Regions from separate parts of the Mus musculus genome. Here all the other regions are linked to region 5. A link is a contact called in public HiChIP or PLAC-seq, Micro-C and promoter capture Hi-C data. All regions are on one chromosome and are shown on one strand. Each heading gives the region's core, a stretch centred on a gene start, on an enhancer-like site or on the middle of the called end of the contact. The rest is flanking DNA. Distances are from core to core; before and after follow the strand shown.

The links. Promoter capture Hi-C pulls out the DNA fragments that hold promoters and counts their contacts. A called contact is a pair of places that touch in the nucleus more often than the background predicts. HiChIP or PLAC-seq counts read pairs in DNA pulled down with a chosen protein or histone mark.
Region 1: a contact with region 5 is called in a promoter capture Hi-C map of liver, with 4 times the contacts expected there. The contact joins the promoter of Cpt1c here to the promoter of Fut2 in region 5. A contact is called at or near these places in 4 of 39 promoter capture datasets (hippocampal neurons, liver and pre-B cells), 1 of 115 datasets of contacts at active chromatin or transcription factors (pancreatic cancer cells) and 1 of 9 other capture datasets (liver).
Region 2: a contact with region 5 is called in a Micro-C map of embryonic stem cells, with 5 times the contacts expected there. The contact joins the promoter of Fcgrt here to the promoter of Fut2 in region 5. A contact is called at or near these places in 9 of 39 promoter capture datasets (the C10 cell line, cranial neural crest, embryonic stem cells and 5 more) and 1 of 484 Hi-C or Micro-C datasets (embryonic stem cells).
Region 3: a promoter capture Hi-C map of hippocampal neurons shows a contact between it and region 5, with 3 times the contacts expected there. The contact joins the promoter of Prrg2 here to the promoter of Fut2 in region 5. A contact is called at or near these places in 4 of 39 promoter capture datasets (hippocampal neurons, liver and pre-B cells).
Region 4: an H3K27ac HiChIP or PLAC-seq map of double positive thymocytes shows a contact between it and region 5, with 2.8 times the contacts expected there. The contact joins the promoter of Rpl13a here to the promoter of Fut2 in region 5. A contact is called at or near these places in 5 of 39 promoter capture datasets (cranial neural crest, hippocampal neurons, liver and 2 more), 2 of 115 datasets of contacts at active chromatin or transcription factors (double positive thymocytes and pancreatic cancer cells) and 1 of 9 other capture datasets (adipose tissue).

Annotation. Positions count from the first base shown.
Region 1 is chr7:44,973,226-44,976,834 of GRCm38.p6, reverse strand. It overlaps Cpt1c (carnitine palmitoyltransferase 1c), which reads left to right and starts at 1,984. Exons shown (of 19, transcript NM_153679.2): 1 at 1,984-2,240; 2 at 2,955-3,108. The coding sequence starts at 2,968. It overlaps Prmt1 (protein arginine N-methyltransferase 1), which reads left to right. Exons shown (of 10, transcript NM_001252476.1): 10 at 1-80.
Region 2 is chr7:45,101,718-45,105,429 of GRCm38.p6, reverse strand. Fcgrt (Fc receptor, IgG, alpha chain transporter) reads left to right here and starts at 1,608. Exons shown (of 7, transcript NM_010189.3): 1 at 1,608-1,790; 2 at 2,157-2,427; 3 at 2,759-3,016; 4 at 3,245-3,520. The coding sequence starts at 2,361.
Region 3 is chr7:45,060,153-45,063,832 of GRCm38.p6, reverse strand. Prrg2 (proline-rich Gla (G-carboxyglutamic acid) polypeptide 2) reads left to right here and starts at 2,181. Exons shown (of 7, transcript NM_022999.1): 1 at 2,181-2,245; 2 at 2,941-3,092; 3 at 3,447-3,628. The coding sequence starts at 3,008. Nosip (nitric oxide synthase interacting protein) reads right to left here and starts at 1,404. Exons shown (of 9, transcript NM_025533.3): 1 at 1,302-1,404.
Region 4 is chr7:45,127,273-45,130,939 of GRCm38.p6, reverse strand. It overlaps Rpl13a (ribosomal protein L13A), which reads left to right and starts at 2,195. Exons shown (of 8, transcript NM_009438.5): 1 at 2,195-2,240; 2 at 3,372-3,444; 3 at 3,666-3,667. The coding sequence starts at 2,226. It overlaps Snord32a (small nucleolar RNA, C/D box 32A), which reads left to right and starts at 3,477; the gene lies at 3,477-3,557.
Region 5 is chr7:45,664,473-45,668,046 of GRCm38.p6, reverse strand. It overlaps Fut2 (fucosyltransferase 2), which reads left to right and starts at 1,653. Exons shown (of 3, transcript NM_001271993.1): 1 at 1,653-1,849. It overlaps Gm39008 (a long non-coding RNA gene), which reads right to left. Exons shown (of 5, transcript XR_882068.2): 3 at 1,631-3,144.

The sequences.
Region 1 (3,609 bases), core at 735-3,234, 690 kb after region 5:
TACATCGTGACTGTGTTTTTCATAACTTATGTTTTTATATGGTTGCGTTTATGCCAATAAATCCTCAGCTGACCATGCCACTTCTCGCCCTGGGGCTGGGGTAGTTCTACTGTTTTGCCTATCACTCCCTGAGGACTGTCCATTTCTGCTCTAGGGATGTGGACCTCAAGCTAGGTAGGATTCCTGGCTCCATCATGGCTGGATTCCCAGACCTTCCTGAGATTCTTTTGTTGTTTTGGTTTTGGTTTTGGTTTTTCAAGACAGGGTTTCTCTGTGTAGCCCTGGCTGCCCTGGAACTCACTGTAGACCAGGCTGGCCTGGAACCTGGAACTCAGAAATCTGCCTGCCTCTGCCTCCCAAGTGCTGGGATTAAAGGCGTGCGCCACCACGCCCAGCTCTTCCTGAGATTCTTTGGAGCAGAGGTTGAGGAGTCCTCAGTGCGGGTCAGACCCCTGAGCCCCTGAGCCCCCACCCCAGAGTCTGCCTTCCATCTCCCGCTCTTCCTGTGCTGTTCCTGTTTTCGGGGGGGATGAGGGGGTTGAGACAGGGTTTCTCTGTGTAGCCTTGGCTCTCCTGGAGCTCGCTATGATCCATGCTAACCTGCAGCAGAGGTTCACCTGCCTCTGCCTTCTGAGTACTGTGACTAAAGGCCTGCACCGTGGTACTGGGCCATTTGTGTTTGTTTGCGTGGGCTTTTTTTGTTTTGGTTTTTGGTTTTCTGAGACAAGGTTTCTCTGTGTAGCCCTGGCTGTCCTGGAGCTCACTCTAGACCAGGCTGGCCTCAAACTCAGAAATTCGCCTGCCTCTGCCTCCCAAGTGCTGGGATTAAAGGCCTGCACCACCACCACCTGGCTGTTTGCGTGGTTTTGTTTTTTTGTTTTTTTTCAAGATGGGGTTTCTGTGTGGTCCTTGCTGTCCTGGAACTTGTTTTATGGTCCAGGCTGACCTCTAACAAAGGTCCACCTGCCTCTGCCTTCCAAGTAATGGGATTAAAGGCGTGCACCACCACTGCTCAGCTAAACATTTTTAAGATTTATTTCTTTATGCCTGCACACCAGCAGAGGGCATCAGATCCCACTATTAAGCTAATCATGGTTGCTGAGACTTGAACTCCTGTGCTGTTTCTATTCCAGTGACCCCAGGCCCCTGCACTCACCCCTCCAGAGTAAGGGCGAGACCAGTATTTTGGTCCACCAGTGCTTATGGGAGCTGGATCACTCTGACCTCGGAACAAGTGGGGATTTGGATCCTATGTGGCATGGCCAAGTGGGGGTGGGTAACCCTAAAGCCAGAAAGTTCATTGAGCAGACTGAGCTCTAAGATGCTCTTGGATGAGAAATCTGTTCGGTCTGGCTTCCCACCCTGTGCCTGGTGCATTGGTCCTTCAGCCACACTAGCTAGCTCCTATTCCAAGCAAGAGCCCTCCTGGGTCCGACCCTGCCACCTCCTTAGTGCAAGGGGATCATGAGCCCGAGGACCTTCACAGAGCCCCACCTGCAGTGGAGAGACCTGGATATTGTCCTTGCTGGGTGACAATGGGTTGGTCTCTGTCCTGGGGTGGACCCAAAAGAACACCAGATCCATTGTGGACAGAATATGAAACCCTGGAGTGGAATAAAGCAGACTGCCGTGTTTGTGTATCTATGCCCATCTTGCACCGTCCCTCTGGTTGTCTAACTGGGATCTAGTCCCCCAGTGGCGTCTATTTCACGTGCCTCAGTCTGTACTGCTGTGGATGGTTCTGATAGATCAGCCTGAGAGGCATCTAAGATGTGCTCCAGTAGATATACGGTGACATACATGACATAATGTAGTACCTAAAAGAGGGCAGGGAGGGAGGTCAAGGCTGTTTCTTGAACAAACTGGTAGAAAGAAAGAAGAAAAAAAAAAAAAAAAAAAAAAAAAAACAGGCTTTGGGTAAGAGGGTTGGACGCTAGGACTCCAAGGGGGCGGGGAGAGAATGCGGAGGGATTGGAAAAGAGCAGGGACAGAACGCGGAGGGATCGGAGGAGGCGGGGATAAAACCTAGGGCCAGAACACCCAGTTCAGGGAGGGAGGAGGCGCCCGCGAGGTGTCTCTGGGTTTCAGGATAACAGCCAAAGACGGTTGATCAGTTTGTGGACTCATTACACGGGGACTGGATGTATGTACATGGGAAACTGGGTACTGGACTCAAACTGGGGGAAGGAGGTGTATATGGAATTGACCTCAGGAACCGCAGCTGCTGACCTCTGACCGGTGTAAGTACTAGTACCAGGTACAGGAGGGGCTATGGGCCTTGTGTTGGGGCAGGCGAGTAGGGCTTCTCCATCACTTGTCCTGGACATGCCTCCGCTCCTCACCAGCATCCCTCGATGCCGGGCATGCGCAGTAGGGTGCTTCCTCTTTCATCCCTCTCCAGACCCCATGGTGGAAGGGAATCCGTATGTGTTTACGCCTGGCAATTGGAAATGAACAGTGCCACCATCGGCAAATGTTCATTTCCCTATGGGTCTAAAAATTAGTACGTTAAAAAAAAATACCAAAAAACAACAAACTAGTGTGTTTTATTCAAACAACTGATCCTGCATCAATTTCCCTCCCCCACCCCGAATATTGAGTACTGAATTCTCAGTAATACAGGTCTCAAGGTAGCTCGCCAGCCTTCATACTTTCAGAGATCCCCAGTTAAATGAAGTCAGGTCCCAAAGCCCTCTCCAACTGTGAGCTGCAGCGCTCCTCAGGTTCTTAGAGCAGAGTATGCTGAGTCCTGTGGTCCTGCTGTGGGGAGGAAGGGACCGGATCTGAGAGAGGAGGGCTGGGGGCCAGACTCCTCCATCCCCAACACAGCTGAGAGTAAAAGCAAAGTCTGCACGGGTGGGTCTGAGGGGAAGGGGCCAAGTTCTGGAGTCCTGGACCTTGGGGGCGGGGAAGCACCGAGGTCCTGGAGAATGACTCTCCGTCTTTCTCCTAAGGGGCCCAGGGAACATGGCTGAGGCACACCAGGCCTCGAGCTTGCTGTCTTCACTGAGTTCCGATGGGGCAGAAGTAGAGCTCAGCTCGCCAGTGTGGCAGGAAATTTACCTCTGTGCCCTGCGCTCCTGGAAAAGGCATCTCTGGCGTGTCTGGGTGAGGAGAACTATTGGCTGGTTTCCTTCTGGGAATTCAGATTTCGGGGCTTCCTGAAACCGATTCTGAAGATATGGATGTCCAGTCCCAGGCTACGGTTAACTATGGCTTCCTCTGGGATGCTCTGTGCTGCCCACTGGCCTGCCCTGCTCAGCATCCAGACTCACTCCACTCCCCTGCTGCCCTCCCCATGCAGCTCCTCCCCCAATAACTTCAGTATAGTCTCCTTATCTTGGATTTATTTATTTGTCTGCTTACTGACTGACTGCCTTACTGGTGCCAAGCTTCAGAATCCAGGGTTTTGGACAATCTAGGACAGCTTGAATGACACTCTCATCCCCTGACTGGTAGATTCCAGGAGGGTTCCCTACCACCAAGCCATGCCTCCACTAACACCCCATTGTGGATTCTAGGAAGAGTCCCTGTCCCAGCCTAAGCTCCTTATTGGGGAATAAGCAAAAGTTATACCATGCTTCCAACTCCTTACTAAATACATTCAGT
Region 2 (3,712 bases), core at 359-2,858, 560 kb after region 5:
AACTCTCTCTATAGACCAGGCTGGCCTCGAACTCAGAGATTCACCTGCCTCTGCCTCCTGAGTGCTGGGACTAAAGGTGTGAGCCACCACCAGCACAGACAGTGTCTCTTAATCACCTAGCCATCTCTCTAGCCACAGACGCAGCTTTTTACAGGGGAGGCTAGCATCAGAAGATCAGGACTCAGGTCCTCATTCTTGGCAGGCAAACACTTACTGACTGAGCCCTCTCCCCAGTCCGTAGGAGGCCTGCAAGCCCAGCACTTAAGAGCTGGAGGCTGGGCTTCAGGAGTTCATGGTCGACCTGGGCTGCATGAGTTCCTGTCCTGACACATCTACCCTACCCCTCTGCTGCCTCCACGCTACCACCACCACCACCATTATTACACACGCACACACTTGTACACACACTTGATATAGACCAGAGGGAGAGGGAGGTCAAGGCAGGTAGGAGTGGTTGACTTTCTATTCTCTCTTAAAAAGGTTTTTTTTTTAATTTATTTATTGGTTATATGTAAGTACACTGTAGCTGTCTTCAGACACTCCAGAAGAGGGAATCAGATCTCGTTACGGATGGTTGTGAGCCACCATGTGGTTGCTGGGATTTGAACTCCAGACCTTCAGAAGAGCAGTCGGGTGCTCTTACCCACTGAGCCATCTCACCAGCCCTTAAAAAGGTTTTTTAGATTTATTTATTTTATTCATGCCTGTGTGTATACACGTGCCCCACATCCCTGCCTGGTGTTCAATGAGAAATTGTCAGACCCCCTAGAACTGGAGTTATGGGCAGCTGTGAGCCACCATGTGGGTGCCGGGAACCAAACTCGGATCCTCTGCAAGAGCAGCAGGTGCTCTTAACTGCTGAGCTGTCTCGTCAGCTCCAGACTTTCCAGACTCTTGCTTCTGTCTTTCAAGTGTGTGGGTTCCAGGCCTGCCCCATCACACCGGTTTTGCCCATCTACTTCAGCCTGTTGGTCCATCTGCTGACCACCAGTCGACCACTCACGGCTCTGTCAGTCTCCCTCTCTCGGCTGTTTATATTCCCTGCCGCCCAGGCCGGCCATGAACCCCTGGCCTCCCGGCCTCCATCCTTAGTGCTGGAATTACAGGCATGTGCTGCCGCCCACCCCCTTTCTTCTTTGCTGTCTATCTACCCTGTCAACCTACCTGTCTGTCAGTGTCTCTCTGTGTGTCTGTGTGTTTTTTCTGGCAAGATCTTGGGGTGGGCAGCAGGGTGGGAGACAGGGGCCAAAGGCAAAGGCTCTCATCACAGAGTGTGTAGGCAGGGTTGGGGCCACCTCAAGTGCTGGCACATGGAAGAAATCAGAGCAGGCTTACAGCTGGGAGTGGGCTGCTGCCAAACCTTGTGTGTTAGGCAACCATGCCATGACCAAGCCACACCCACAGCCCACAAATCCTGGGGTGTCTTAAAGTCACATTCAGCGTGCAGGCCTTTCCAGGGCTGCGAGTCTACTCCAAAAATGCTCCAAACGAGTAAACATAGAAGCTGTTTTGGGAGGCAGGCCTAATGACGTTTGCCCCGGGAGGCTTCCAACCAGATACAGCAGGAACTTCAAGAGAGGCTGGACAGAGGCCCAAGGGGTGTGCTTAGGAGCTAGTGGGTGGAGTTGGATGCCCTCAGAGTTCTCCAGTCCTAACTGTGTACAGACAGGATGTAAGAGAAGAACTGGAGGCTCTAAGCAGAGGATCCATCGGCTGCAGGCAGAGGGAAGAGGGCCTCTGTGAGGAACAGGCTGAGCGTCAGAGGAGGAGGCCCAGGCCTGGTTCTCTAGGTATGAGGGACCAGCACCCCAAGAGGAAAGAGGGTTGGGGCCTGGAGCTCCAGGTCTGAGGGAGGAGTGTTATGACCTGAGGGGGAGAGAGGAGGCTGGGGTCTGAGGAAGGAGAGCAGGACCCCGGGCACCTGAGTCTGAGGGATGAAGCCGGAGCCTAGGGTTTTGGGTTTGAGGAAAGATCTTGGAACTGGACTCCTGGATCTGAGGGAGGTGGAACTGGACTCCTGGCTTGGGTTTGAGGGCTCCTGAGGCTGAAATCTGAGCCCCTGGGAATGAGGGAGGAGGAGAAGGCCTGGATCCTCTGGTCTGAGGGAGGAGAAAAAGGAAATAACAGAAGTCTGAGACAAATTTTGGTCTGTCTAGCTCTGTAATTAATTAACTAAAGTGGATCAAATGAGAAGGTGAAAGTTCACAGAGGAACACTCCTGTCTGTCGTCTTGGACTGGGTCTCCATCCCACCATCCAGCGTCCTGGTCTACGAAGAGTCCACAGGGACCTTGTGAAGAATCAACAAGGCGGGGTCCAGAGGAGTCACGTGTCCCTTCCACTCCGGGTCACCCTGTCGGAATGGGGATGCCACTGCCCTGGGCCCTCAGCCTCTTGTTGGTCCTCCTGCCTCAGACCTGGGGCTCAGGTAAGAGGCCACCAGGACCTGGAGTGTGTCAGGAAGGGGACAGGAAGAAGAGCCAAAGAGTGGAAGAGGGACAATAAGTCCACTTTTTCCATGATGTCCTAGCCTTCATGGAAATCTCACTGTGGGTAACTTCTCTGTGCATCTGAGTCAAATACACTTGACAATCTCAGGCTCGTCTCTGTGTCCGTCTGTCCGTCTTGCTTCCTTTCTGGGTGTCTGTCCCCTTCTCTCTGGAGGATCATGGCACTTCAGATCGGGTCCAGTTTTCATTCTGCACCTCTGTGGGGCACGGTGCAGTCCGTGACCCGAGACTCTCCTGTTTGCTCTGCAGAGACCCGCCCCCCACTGATGTATCATCTCACGGCTGTGTCAAACCCATCTACGGGGCTTCCCTCTTTCTGGGCTACAGGCTGGTTGGGTCCTCAGCAGTATCTGACCTACAACAGCCTGCGGCAGGAAGCTGACCCCTGTGGGGCCTGGATGTGGGAAAATCAGGTGTCTTGGTATTGGGAGAAGGAGACCACAGACCTCAAAAGCAAAGAACAGCTCTTCTTGGAGGCCCTCAAGACCCTGGAGAAGATATTAAATGGTCAGAAGAGGGGTGAGCTTCAGTAGGCTGGGTTTGAGGAAGGATAATGGGTCTGGATTCCTGGGTCAAGGAAGGAGGCTGGAGCCCTAGGCCTGAAGTGGGAGGATTAGGTCTGAACCCTAGGAATAAGGGGGAAGGTTGGGATCTGGACCTCAAGGTCCGAGGGAGGAGAAGAGAGGAAGGCTGGCCCTTGCTCCTGAGTCTGCTTGCCTGCGTGTTGGCATCTAGGGACCTACACACTGCAGGGCCTGCTGGGCTGTGAACTGGCCTCGGATAATTCCTCAGTGCCCACGGCTGTGTTTGCCCTCAATGGTGAGGAGTTTATGAAATTCAACCCAAGAATCGGCAATTGGACTGGGGAGTGGCCTGAGACGGAAATCGTTGCTAATCTGTGGATGAAGCAGCCTGATGCGGCCAGGAAGGAGAGCGAGTTCCTGCTAAACTCTTGTCCGGAGCGACTGCTAGGCCACCTGGAGAGGGGCCGACGGAACCTGGAGTGGAAGGGTGAGCCCATCTCCTGTCCCTCCTCTAGATCTCCACAGCCATGCTCAAAGCCCACCCAGCATCAGTACAACCCCTCTCGCCTATCCCAGTGGATCTTCTTTAAGATAAGGTCTCATGTAGCCCAGGCTAGCTCTCACGTAGCTCAAGCTAGCCATGAGCTCATCGTGTAGCTGAGGATGGTCTTGGATTCCT
Region 3 (3,680 bases), core at 932-3,431, 600 kb after region 5:
AAACAAAACAAAACAAAAAACAAACAAAAAAAACAAAAAACAAATTAAGAAGCTGGAGAGATGAGGCAGTGGCTAAAAGCACTGGCTGTTCTTCCAAAGGACCTGGGTTTGATACCTAACACACACATGGCAGTTCACAACTCCAGTTCTAGGGGACCTAATGGCCTTCTGGGCTCTGTAGACAGTGCATTCACATGGAGTGCACAATCATAAAAACAGGCAAAACCCTCGTTTACATAAAATAAAAGGAAAGCATTTCTTTTCTTTTCCTTTCCTTTTCTTTTCAGGATAGTGTCTCACTATGTAGCCCTGGCTGGTCTCAAACTCAGGAAAATCCATCTACCTCTGCGCCCAGTTCTGGGATCAAAGATGTGTCTACCATACCCCTTTAAATAAATCTCCTTCTGGGGGCTTTCAAATGTCCTACGTTCTTTGTGAATTTTACATCATGCACCCTAATCCCACCCATCCCCCCCCTCGTTACTTTAAATAAATCTTTTTTTTTTTGCCACTGCCCAGCTAATAAATCTTAATCTCCTTAGAGATATTTAGTGAAATTCGATGCAGCCTGGACTACATGTCACCTTGCCTCAAAAAAATACAATAATCGTTGGGGTGGTGGCGCACGCCTTTAATCCCAGCACTTGGGAGTCAGAGGCAGGCGGATTTCTGAGTTGGAGGCCAGCCTGGTCTACAGAGCTAGTTCCAGGACAGCCAGAGCTACACAGAGAAACCCTGTCTCGAAAAGCCAAAAAACAAAAACGAACAATGGGGCGGGGGGGGGGGGGTAATAAGTGCTAGGTGTGGTGGTGCACACTTTTAATCTCAACACTTGGGCGGCAGAGGTTGGCGGATCTTTGTGAGTTTGAGGCTAACTACATAGCGAGTTCTATAACAGCAAGGGCTACATACTGAGACTCGGTCTCAAGCAGAATAAAATATTTTAATTGCTTCAAGGAACCTTCAAGGGTCCAAACCACTACTGCTCATTCCCCTCCTCACCATTGTCTAGAAATCCGACCTCAACTCTCACTAACACAGGGAACCCCAAGTTCCCCCTCACTTGGTCCGCATCACTCCTCTACTGCGGAACTACATTTTCTACAACCAGCCAGGATGAGGGAGACAGTACAAGGCATCCTGGGAAATGTAGTTCGTCTTCCAACCTAGGCGTTCAAGAGCGCTGTTAATGATTGACAGGGATTCGGAGTGCGAAACCTTATCCTACCTCCCTCAGAACTGCAAATTTCTCCCACAAGAAGGAAACTTGGCGACGCGACCCCTCACCGCCTGCAGCTTACCTCAAGAGCGGTTATCCGGCTTGTCGTTGCTTCAACTACGTCCCGAACCGGAAAAAGAGTACTGTTTTTAAACTCTACTCCTCCTACTTCCGCCCGACAGGAGGAGACCGGAAATAATTCTGCCCCTAGTCGCGGAGGCGCTTCGCCTGGCTTGGTAAGTGCTTTCTTCTTCTCTTCCATCCCCCCGGAAACGTGAGTGACTACTCGAAGGTTCCGGTGAGCGAAAGTGGTTTGACTCTGGGAGACACCCTAGCCTGTTCTAGGCATTACCCAGAGCGGGGCAGTTGCTTTGAGTCTCTTCAAGTTTGAGTTTGGAGACTTAACTCTGTCACCCGAAGAGACTGATATCCAGTTCCCCAAATATATTACTTATTTTTTCCCCCATTGCATCTTAAGAGTCGATAAGTGAGAACTCTTTCCCCTATTATAGAAAAAACAATTTTCAAAGATCTCGAGACTAAACTGTTCAAGTTATCCTCAGGAAACAGATTTATTGTGGTACCGCCCAGTTATTCTAGGAACCAAAGAATTCCCTTCCCACCAGTGTGTAGATCTCTTGAGACCTAAGATTTATTTTCCTGGCTCTGCCAAGTCGTCTGTAGAGAGAGACTCGGGCTGGACAAGTAGGGAAGAGGAGACTCTAATAAAGCCCCCTAGATCCCTCCATGGTGTCGGAAAGCCTTGTTTCTTCTGTGTGGGGCCGTGGCACTGAAGACCTTGATCCTATGGTCCCTTTAAGTACTTTGTCCCTTACCTGAGTCCCTCCCAAAGAAGGTAATCAGTAGCCCCGCCCCCTCGCCAGTAGCCGGCTCGGGCCTAGTAACCCAGGAGGAGCTCCCCTCCTCTCCTCCCCTCCCCTCTTGCCTACCCCTTTGCACAGCTGGCTACTCTGACCCAGAGGGCCTTCGTTAAAGAAGAGAGGCAGAGCTCCCAGCCCTGGCCAGGTAAGTGGGTGCATGCTCCCCGAGAAACTCCTGGGCAGAGGATCTGGTGTCCTGATTCCCCACGTTATTGGGATCTAGAAACTTGGGACCCAAGCTCTAGGCTGTGGATCCCCAGGGCTCTGTCTCCTCAAGCCTTCAAGACCTAGAAATATACGACCTGATCTGTCGTGTAGTCTCTGATCTCTGAGGCTCGATGAGGCAACAGGTAGAGGGAGGCTGACTTGGAATGTAATCTGCTGGGCTGGAAGGGAAGAGGGTTGATGATGAGCTTGTTTAAATGCCTACTGTGTGTTGTCAGGTTTGTGATAGGTAGAGAAAGCAAGCCTCAGCAACTGTGTGCTTATCATTGTCACCTCCAAAGTCCTCCTCTGACATTCGAAAACCTGGTACAATAGGCAAATGACTTTACTACCTGGTAACACGTTCTTCACCTATAAAAATGGCAGGAGTAATAGGACTGGCTTGAAAATTAAGATGAGCCAGGCAGTGGTGGCACACCTTTAATCCCAGCGCTTGGGAGGCAGAGGCAGGCAGAGTTCTGAGTTTGAGGCCAGCCTGCTCTACAGAGTGAGTTCCAGGACAGCCAGGGCTACACAGACAGAGAAACCCTGTCTTGATAAAGTCCTGAGTTGATAAAGACCCACGGTGTCTGGCATGGGACACGAGTTGGTTACTTGCTTTTATCATGATGGCAGAGTGCGGGCAGGGAGTCCTGGCCTCCTAACTCCGCTGCAGCATTTGTCATCTGGGAGTCCACACAGTATGAGGGGCCGTCCTTCCCTGCTCTTAGTCTATATGGGATTGGCCACCTGCCTGGACACCTCACCTCACAGAGAGCAAAACCAAGGTGAGTGTTTGAGTCTCTTCAAGTTTGAAGGTGAGTGTTTGGAGAAGAGCCTTGCAGAGGTTTAGTTCTGCCTCTCCCTAGCCAGGAGACTTCCTAGATTCCTGGACCCGGACGCTTCTCCCTCAGATCCTAGGGTCTGTGCCCCGGCTTCTCCCCTCAGATCCACATGGTCACCCCCTGCTTCAGAAGTAGAGTTCCAGACTCCAGTCTTCCTCCTTCATGCCCAATGGTGAAAACTCTGTCCCCTCTTGCTCAGGGTTCTCCAGGCCTGGTCCGTACCCCTAGGACCCCATAGTTCTTTGTCTTCTTTGTCCTCTATCCTAAGGACTCTGCTTTTGACTCTGATGTCCTTAGTTCTTGACATCTTCCTGGATGCCCCAGAGGCCCAGAGTTTCTTAGTTGGCCGCAGGCGTTTTCCTCGTGCTAACCACTGGGACCTGGAGTTGCTGACCCCTGGGAACCTGGAACGGGAGTGTCTGGAGGAGAGGTGCTCCTGGGAGGAGGCCCGGGAGTACTTTGAGGACAACACACTGACGGTGAGGGCCTCAGAGGACCCTGGCATCGAGGGCCTGTCCGCCTTCTCTAGGT
Region 4 (3,667 bases), core at 946-3,445, 540 kb after region 5:
CCAGCCTGGTCTACAGAGTGAGTTCCAGGACAGCCAGGGCTACACAGAGAAACCCTGTCTTGAAAAAACAAAAAGCAAATGAACAACAACAAAAACCAATTAGATTGTTTACATTTTTTAAATTTAAGTTTTTAAATTTTGTGGTTTCCCATTTCTGGGCTTGTTTCTGAAACACACAGCCATAGTGATACATGTCTGTAAAACCAACTCTATTTATTAGTTTTTGAGATAGGGTCTATGTAGCTCCGATGGCCTGGAATGTGGGTGCAATCCTCCGGTCTCTACCTCTGGAGTGCTGGGGTCACAGGTGTGTTCTACCACACCTGAAAGTAATTCATCTTTTTAAAGAAATTACACCAGACCCCCCCCCCAATAAATTGAAAAAAATTACACATGGGGAGCAGGCAAAGTGTATTATGGCACCTGTATATAAGTCAGAGGACAACTTGTGGGTAGCTGGTTCTCTCCTTTCACCATGTTGGTCCCAGGGATGGAACTCAAGTGGTCAAACTTGGCAGCAGAGGCCTTCTTTACCCATTAACCCAGCTTGAAGGCCAAGATCTGGTTTCTTTTAAAACGGGGTCTCACTTAGCTCTATCTGACCTGGAACTGACTCTGGAGACCAGGTTGGCTGGGAACTCAAGAGATCGACCTGCTTCTGCCTCCTCCGAGACAGGTGAGCCACCAGGCCTGCCCCTAAAACCTCCAAAAAAAAAGACATGGAGCAAAGTTTGCGGTGTAAATCTGTCTGTATTCCTTAGCACTCTGGAGAAGAGGCAGAAAGATCAGGGATTCTGGGTTATCTACTGTTACATAGAAGTCCGAAGCTAACCTAAGAGGGGGGGGAGGGGAGCGGCGAGGGGCTGGGCTGGGGGCGTAGATCAGTGGTAGAGTGTCACGTGAGAACTCCAGTCCTCAGGGACCATTGATCACCCCCTTTTACAGAGGATACTGAGGCGAAGCAGGAGTCACCCGACAGACACAGCCTGGACACACAGACATTTGGGTGGAGACTAGCCCCCTTTTGGACCTCACTGCTCCGACCCCGCCAGCTCTTTGCCGAGGATGGAGACATCACAACTCACCAAAAGTCCCACTCACCCCATTCTTGCCCCCATGTACTTGTATATAATTTTTTTTTTTTTAACCAGCTCATCCGGGTCTGTCTGTGGATAGGACAGGGAATAGGTGCACCTTTTAGGTTTCAAAATCTTGGTTTGTTGGCTTTCCAGAAGCTGAGGCAGGATCTTAAATTTAAGGTCAGCCAGGATTGCAGAAATCTTACGTCAGAAACCCAAACCAACGACAAAAGATTCTATTTGTTTTCCGAGGCCTCCAGTAGCCCAGGGTCAGCACAGGGCACGCCCCATGGGAATTTGATGTGCAGACGCAACTCAATTCCCCAAAACCATAGCCCCAAAGTGTAACAAGCAAGCAAACGGTGCTGGCACCTACAGGAGGACTCGACTCAGGCTCGGCTGGTTAGGGAGGTTTTCAGGACAAAACGAGTCTTTGATAGCCAACAGTCTTTTGGTTAGTTATTTCCCTTCGGAGGCGGGCGGTTAGAGGCGCACAGACGGGAGGGCAGCGCGGACAACAGTCACGGAAACAAAGGCCTTTGGGGATAGAAGCGAGTGAGGGCGTCTGCGTCTCGGGACCCTCAAAGCCCCTCATTCACCCCATCCTCCTCCATCCAGGAAGGCTTCCTCCACCCGTTGGAAGGCTTCCTCCACCCGAGACTCCCAGGTTCAGGACAGCCAGCGATGGTCAGCCCACTGTGGGGTTGAGGGGAGGGACCGCTGCACGAGCAGCTCTGAAGGGCCGACAGGGACTATGCTCGCCCCCTCATGGACACCACATGTTCTGCAGCCGCCATCACTTGATGGGAGTAATGGCGCTGCACATGGCAGACACCGGAACGGAGAAGAGCGATCCCTTCAAATATGGCGGCTGCGGCTTGGCCGGCATTGTACGGCTGAAGCCGCTCCGAAACCCACGTGACATCCCGCCCCGCACAGTCATGGCCGCCAAGAGCCAACTCAGGCGACATTCTGATTGGACAAAATAAAAATGGCCCGCCTCGATAGACGCGCACTCACCGCTTCGACCAATTAGAAGACGGAAACTCTTCGGTTCGAGCCGTCTGCGTCACTTCCTCCGCCCCTGCAGCAAGGGATAAGAAACCCTGCGACAAGACCTCCTCCTTTCCCAGGCGGCTGCCGAAGATGGCGGAGGGGCAGGTTCGGACTCTGCGCGCGCCGGGCGGTGTGGGGTCGGGTGGGTGCCAGGCGGGAGCGCAGTGAGGGGCCACTGCTCCCCGCCGCTTGTGCGATGGGACTTAGCAAACGTCTCACGCGAGGGGACTGTGTAACGGGCGTAACAAGCCGCGGCTGCCTAGGTATGGGGCGATGGAAATGCAGCGGGTTTTCTGGGGAAGACGGGAGTGGGGCTGGGGTTCCAACACCAGAAACAACTTTTACAGGTTGTAATCTCAGGCGTTGGGGTGCGGGGAGCTTGCAATCTCTCATGCCTGGTGTATGTATGTAAGATAAGGAGAAACTGTCGCAGGCTCCTGCTTTGCATGACTTTAGGGCACCGGATTCCTGTAACATCTGATCTGAAGGCTTGTAGGCCTTTTGAGGGTGTTTTCGGTGTTCTTCAGAATTGGGGAGATTGATAAGACAGACTTTAAATATTACTTATTCACCCGACTGAAGCAGGAACCTCTTCATTTTGAGGCTGGTCAGGAATTGCCTGTACCTTCCTCCTGACTTTAGATTCCTTGACAGGTTGCTGCTCAGGAAGTAAATGGTGCTGTTTGGGACAGTTTTGCCCTTTAAAAAGAACTTGGGAAGTTCCGGAGACCCTCCAGTAACAGCAATAAACAGGGTGGCTGTGGAATGGGCTTCTTCTGTAGTTTGGGTTGGGATGCAGACATGTGCCTCCATGCCTGAGACGGGATTTAGCTTTGTAATCCAGTCTGCACTGCTCAGAATCACAGGACGATGTGTGCTTAGCTAAATCGGGTTCTTTTGAGTGCATATAAGAAAGGTTCTGCTTGAGCATCTGAGGATCCGATGAAAAGTTACAACAGGCTAAAGTCTGAAAGCAGGTCTGGTCAATTTTGGAGTGAACGGTGTGCCACTGGATCCCAGCTATCCTGGGATTTGAGGCCTGGAAGGGTTAAATGAAGTTCCATTTTAAAAAATCAACTTATATACACAATAGGAATCCTATGCCTGCTGAGGCTTTGTTAGTACTATAGTGGCCCTTTGGGACACTTGCTTCATCTGGGTAGTAGGCATCCTGACGGGTTGCTAACCTGGAATAGGGGAAGCCAAACTGTTTCCTAAGCATTCTTGTTTCCACAGGTTCTGGTATTGGATGGCCGAGGCCATCTTCTTGGCCGCCTGGCGGCCATTGTGGCCAAGCAGGTACTTCTGGGTAAGTTTCATTCACCATTTACCTTTGCCTGGGAGTCCATGATGAGCAACACTCACCATCTTTCGTTTGAGTCTCACGACTGTGAGATCAACCCATGCACCGCTCTGAGACTCGCCAGCCCCTGCTTTCTTGGGACCCCTGGCCTAAAAATACTTTTGGAGCAAGAGATCTGCCTTCCAAGAGGCTTTGCTGACTAATCTCCAACTCCCTGTTAACTCTAGGC
Region 5 (3,574 bases), core at 404-2,903:
AAAATTGCTGGGTGTGGCTGTTGTAAGTTCGGCAGCCTGCCAGCCTGGTTTTGAGTAACTCATTGGCAGCAGCTTATGTCATCGCCATTGCCTGCCAAAGACAGGTGCAGCACATCTCCAGTATTAGAGCGCTGAGAGTTGCATAGCAACAGCGCCCCTCTAAAGGCGCGCGCGTGCGCGCGCGCACGCGCTCTCTCTCTCTCTCTGTTAGTTCTCTATGTCTCTCTCAGTATCTGTCTCTCTCTCTCATGTCCCCACTCCAAATTGGCCTTTTGCTCTCCCAGAGCAGAGGAAAGGTACCCTTTTTGTCACTTTATCCTAATATTGGTGGCACTTCTTTAATGCTAGCACTCAGGAGGCAAATGGATCGCTGGGAGTTTGAGATCAGTCTGGCCTACATACATAATGAGTTCTGGCACAGGCAGGGCTCTAGAGAGACCCTGTCTCAAAACAAACAAGCAAACACACAAAACAAACAATAACAGAACGTGAACAGAAGTGACAAGAACTGTTTTTTGTGTGGCCTTGGCCAAGCCTCAGCTTGCCTGGCTTCAGATGGCTGTGTGACTTCAAGGGAGTTACTTTCCCTCTCTGTACTTGGCTTTCTCCTGTGCACATAGATCTATTAAGCGTGCATAGTATTAGGGATGCACACTATATTCATCTTAGTACTTGAGAGGCAGAAACAGGTAGATCTTTGATTTCAAGGCCATCCAGGGTTACATAAGTTCCAGGCAAACCAGGGCTACATAGTGAGACCCTGTCTCAGAGCTAAAGAGAGTCAGCCATAGGGGGTGAGTGTATGGTTCATGAGGCCTGTACTCAATTTCCTACATACCAAAAGGGAAGGGGAAAAAAGAATCTTTGTATACTGTTGGCTCTCAAGTTCACTCATTTGGTGAAGCTGTGCTGAGCAAGCATGTGGACCAGAGTTCAATACCCAGACCAAGGAAAGCCCAGGGGTGAGGGAATGACTCAGCCCACAGAGGCTACACACATAAATAAAAATAAAATATTTCTTTAAAAAAAAAAAAAAAGAAAGAAAGAAAAGCTTCAGAACCAAAGAACCGAAGAGTTGGAATGTGTGCTGTGTGGGCCTGAGGACCCGAGTTCAATTCCCCGCACATGCACAAAAGAAGGTGAAGAAGAGAGTCAGTAAGATGGCTTCGCAGATGAAAGCACCTACCTCCCAAACCTGAAGTCGTGATGCTGTAATACTAGCTCTCCTGCAGTGAGGGGGGACAGAGAGAGGAGCGCCATGCAACAAAAGCCCTCAAGTCACCCAGCTTGAGATACACAACATGGCAGCCACAGAGGAGACTCCGACCAGGTCGGAATATGAGGACATCCAAAAGTAGAGTAGTCCTCAGGACTCCACACGTGTGCTCTTTTTTCCTTTTTTAAGTTGAAAAGCACCTGCTAACAGGGTAGACAGCCACACACACACACACACACACACACACACACGTGCACGCATGCATAAAAATCCAAAAAAGTGTTGTTGTTGTTGTTGTTGACAGAGGTTGAGGCTCTTGGGAATCTGCAGGAGAAGGCAGGGCTGGACTGTGTCAATTTCTTCAAACTGCCCCTCCTGGCTATCATCCCAGCAGGCACCTGAGAGGAAGCTAACCTTTGACTGCCTCCTCCGGGTCCAGCCTCTCTGGTTCTAGGATGTCAGCAGGTACACCCTGGGTGGAGTTTCTATCCAGGGCTGTGGTTAAACTCAGGAAGTTTCCTTGGTCCTGAACGAAGAGCCAAGCTGGAAGATACACACTGCCGTCCAGTCCGCAGAGCCACGCTGCGGTTCGTCCATTCCTAGGTCATTTCCCTGTTACCACAGCCAGAAGAGGTGAGTACAGGTGAGGAGGTTGGGGGCAGGTCCCCTGAATCCTGACGAGCCCTAGGGATCCAGGAACTGGATGCATTGGTCTCTGACCCCACCCCAGGGCTCTCTGGAAGGAGATGCCATTGCTGAGAAGAGACCCTGGTTCTCCCAGACTCTGGAGTCCCAGCCTCAAGTCCCCAGCTAGTTCCTTCAGGTCCTGAGTCCTCCAGATCCCGGGATCCCAGACCTTAGTTTTTCCAGTCCCTGGGTCTCCCAAGCTCCCGGCTCACCAGCCCTGTGTTCGCCCAGCACCCCCATAGCCCTACTCCCTGCACACCGACTACCATCCTGCCCTGCTGGTTGACCTCTTAACCCCAATCTCCGCTTCACCTCTCAGATCCTCAGCTCTCTCCCTGCTACTGATTCCAGTAACAAGAGTAGATGAAAGGCAGAATTGGGCTGGATGTAACCGGATTTTCCTGTTCCCGTATCCTTGGCTTCCATATCAGCCTAGGGGGCCCTCAGAAACCTGCAGCTGTCATGGGGGGCAGGGGGGGGGGAGGATCCCGATCCTCTGTTGGAGATTTCAATGTGGCAGCTACTCTGATAAACTGCCCTGAGACTCCTAATGCCAGTGTTCCTTGGCACAGGGACAGAACAGGAAGAAAGCGGTGCCAGTCACAGGAATGGCACTGATGGGGTGGAGCCAGCCATGTACCTGGCTCCTGTCTCTGAGCTGATGTGGAGGGGATGCTGGGGGCAGGGCGCTCTGGGTGGAAAAGGCAGTTCTGAGGACACAGGCTAGAAAGAGGTGAGTGCAGCGGCTTATGCTTGTCATACTAGTATTCAAGACGCTGAGGCAGGAGCATTGCTAAGTTAGGTATCAGCCTGGACTACATCGAGAGAGCTTCTCTCTCTGCTTCTAGGGAACTGGAGAAGGATTCTTCCTTCAAAGCTGGGACCTCTTTCCAGCATACCGCACCCCTCCAACAGAAGGTAAACTGAGGCTAGGCACATGGTAATTGATCTTCCTGACCACAGAGATCAAAGAGAGAGTCTAAGCTCCTCCCATTGCCTCCTCAGCCTTGGACTGGAGCCAAACTGCTGCTCTACAGTCCTCCATGGCTTCAGCTTCCAGTCCTCCCACAGTCCTTGGTCTTCCCAAACTCACCCAAGTGCCTACCTAGCCTTTGGATCACAAGTGATGTGAATCTGGCTCCCTTCCTTAGCGGCAGTCTGCTGTCCCCTGAGAAGACGGCAAAGGCGACTGAACATGAGTCTGTAGTCCCCGAGCAGCTCCGGGTGTCAGCATTGTGCTCCTATAAAGTGAATCAAAGGCCAAGGGCATGGCTCTGGCCATAACCCACCCTTTTTTCCGGCTTTTCTAGGTAGGGTTTCCCTGTGTGCGGCTGGCTGCCCTAGAACTCACTCTGTAGACCAGGCTGAAATCCGCCTGCCTCCTGTGTGCTGGGATTAAAGGTGTGCGCCACTTGCCTGAGCCCCACAGTCCCCATCTTTTCCCCAAAGTTGGATATGACCTCACAGCAGGCTCTGACCTTTCTTTGCCCTTTGGTCTCCCTGCCATTGCTTCCCTTCCTGAGGGATGGGAAGCAGCAGAGAGGCAGCCTGAAGTCCTTCGTCCAGAACAGCCTCCTTTCCTTGTTCTCAGAGGCCAGACAAGCCTTCCTGTGTTCCTGTTTGCAGGAGGAGACTCAGAGCCCTCAGATCAAAAGCCCAGAGATTAGCAGG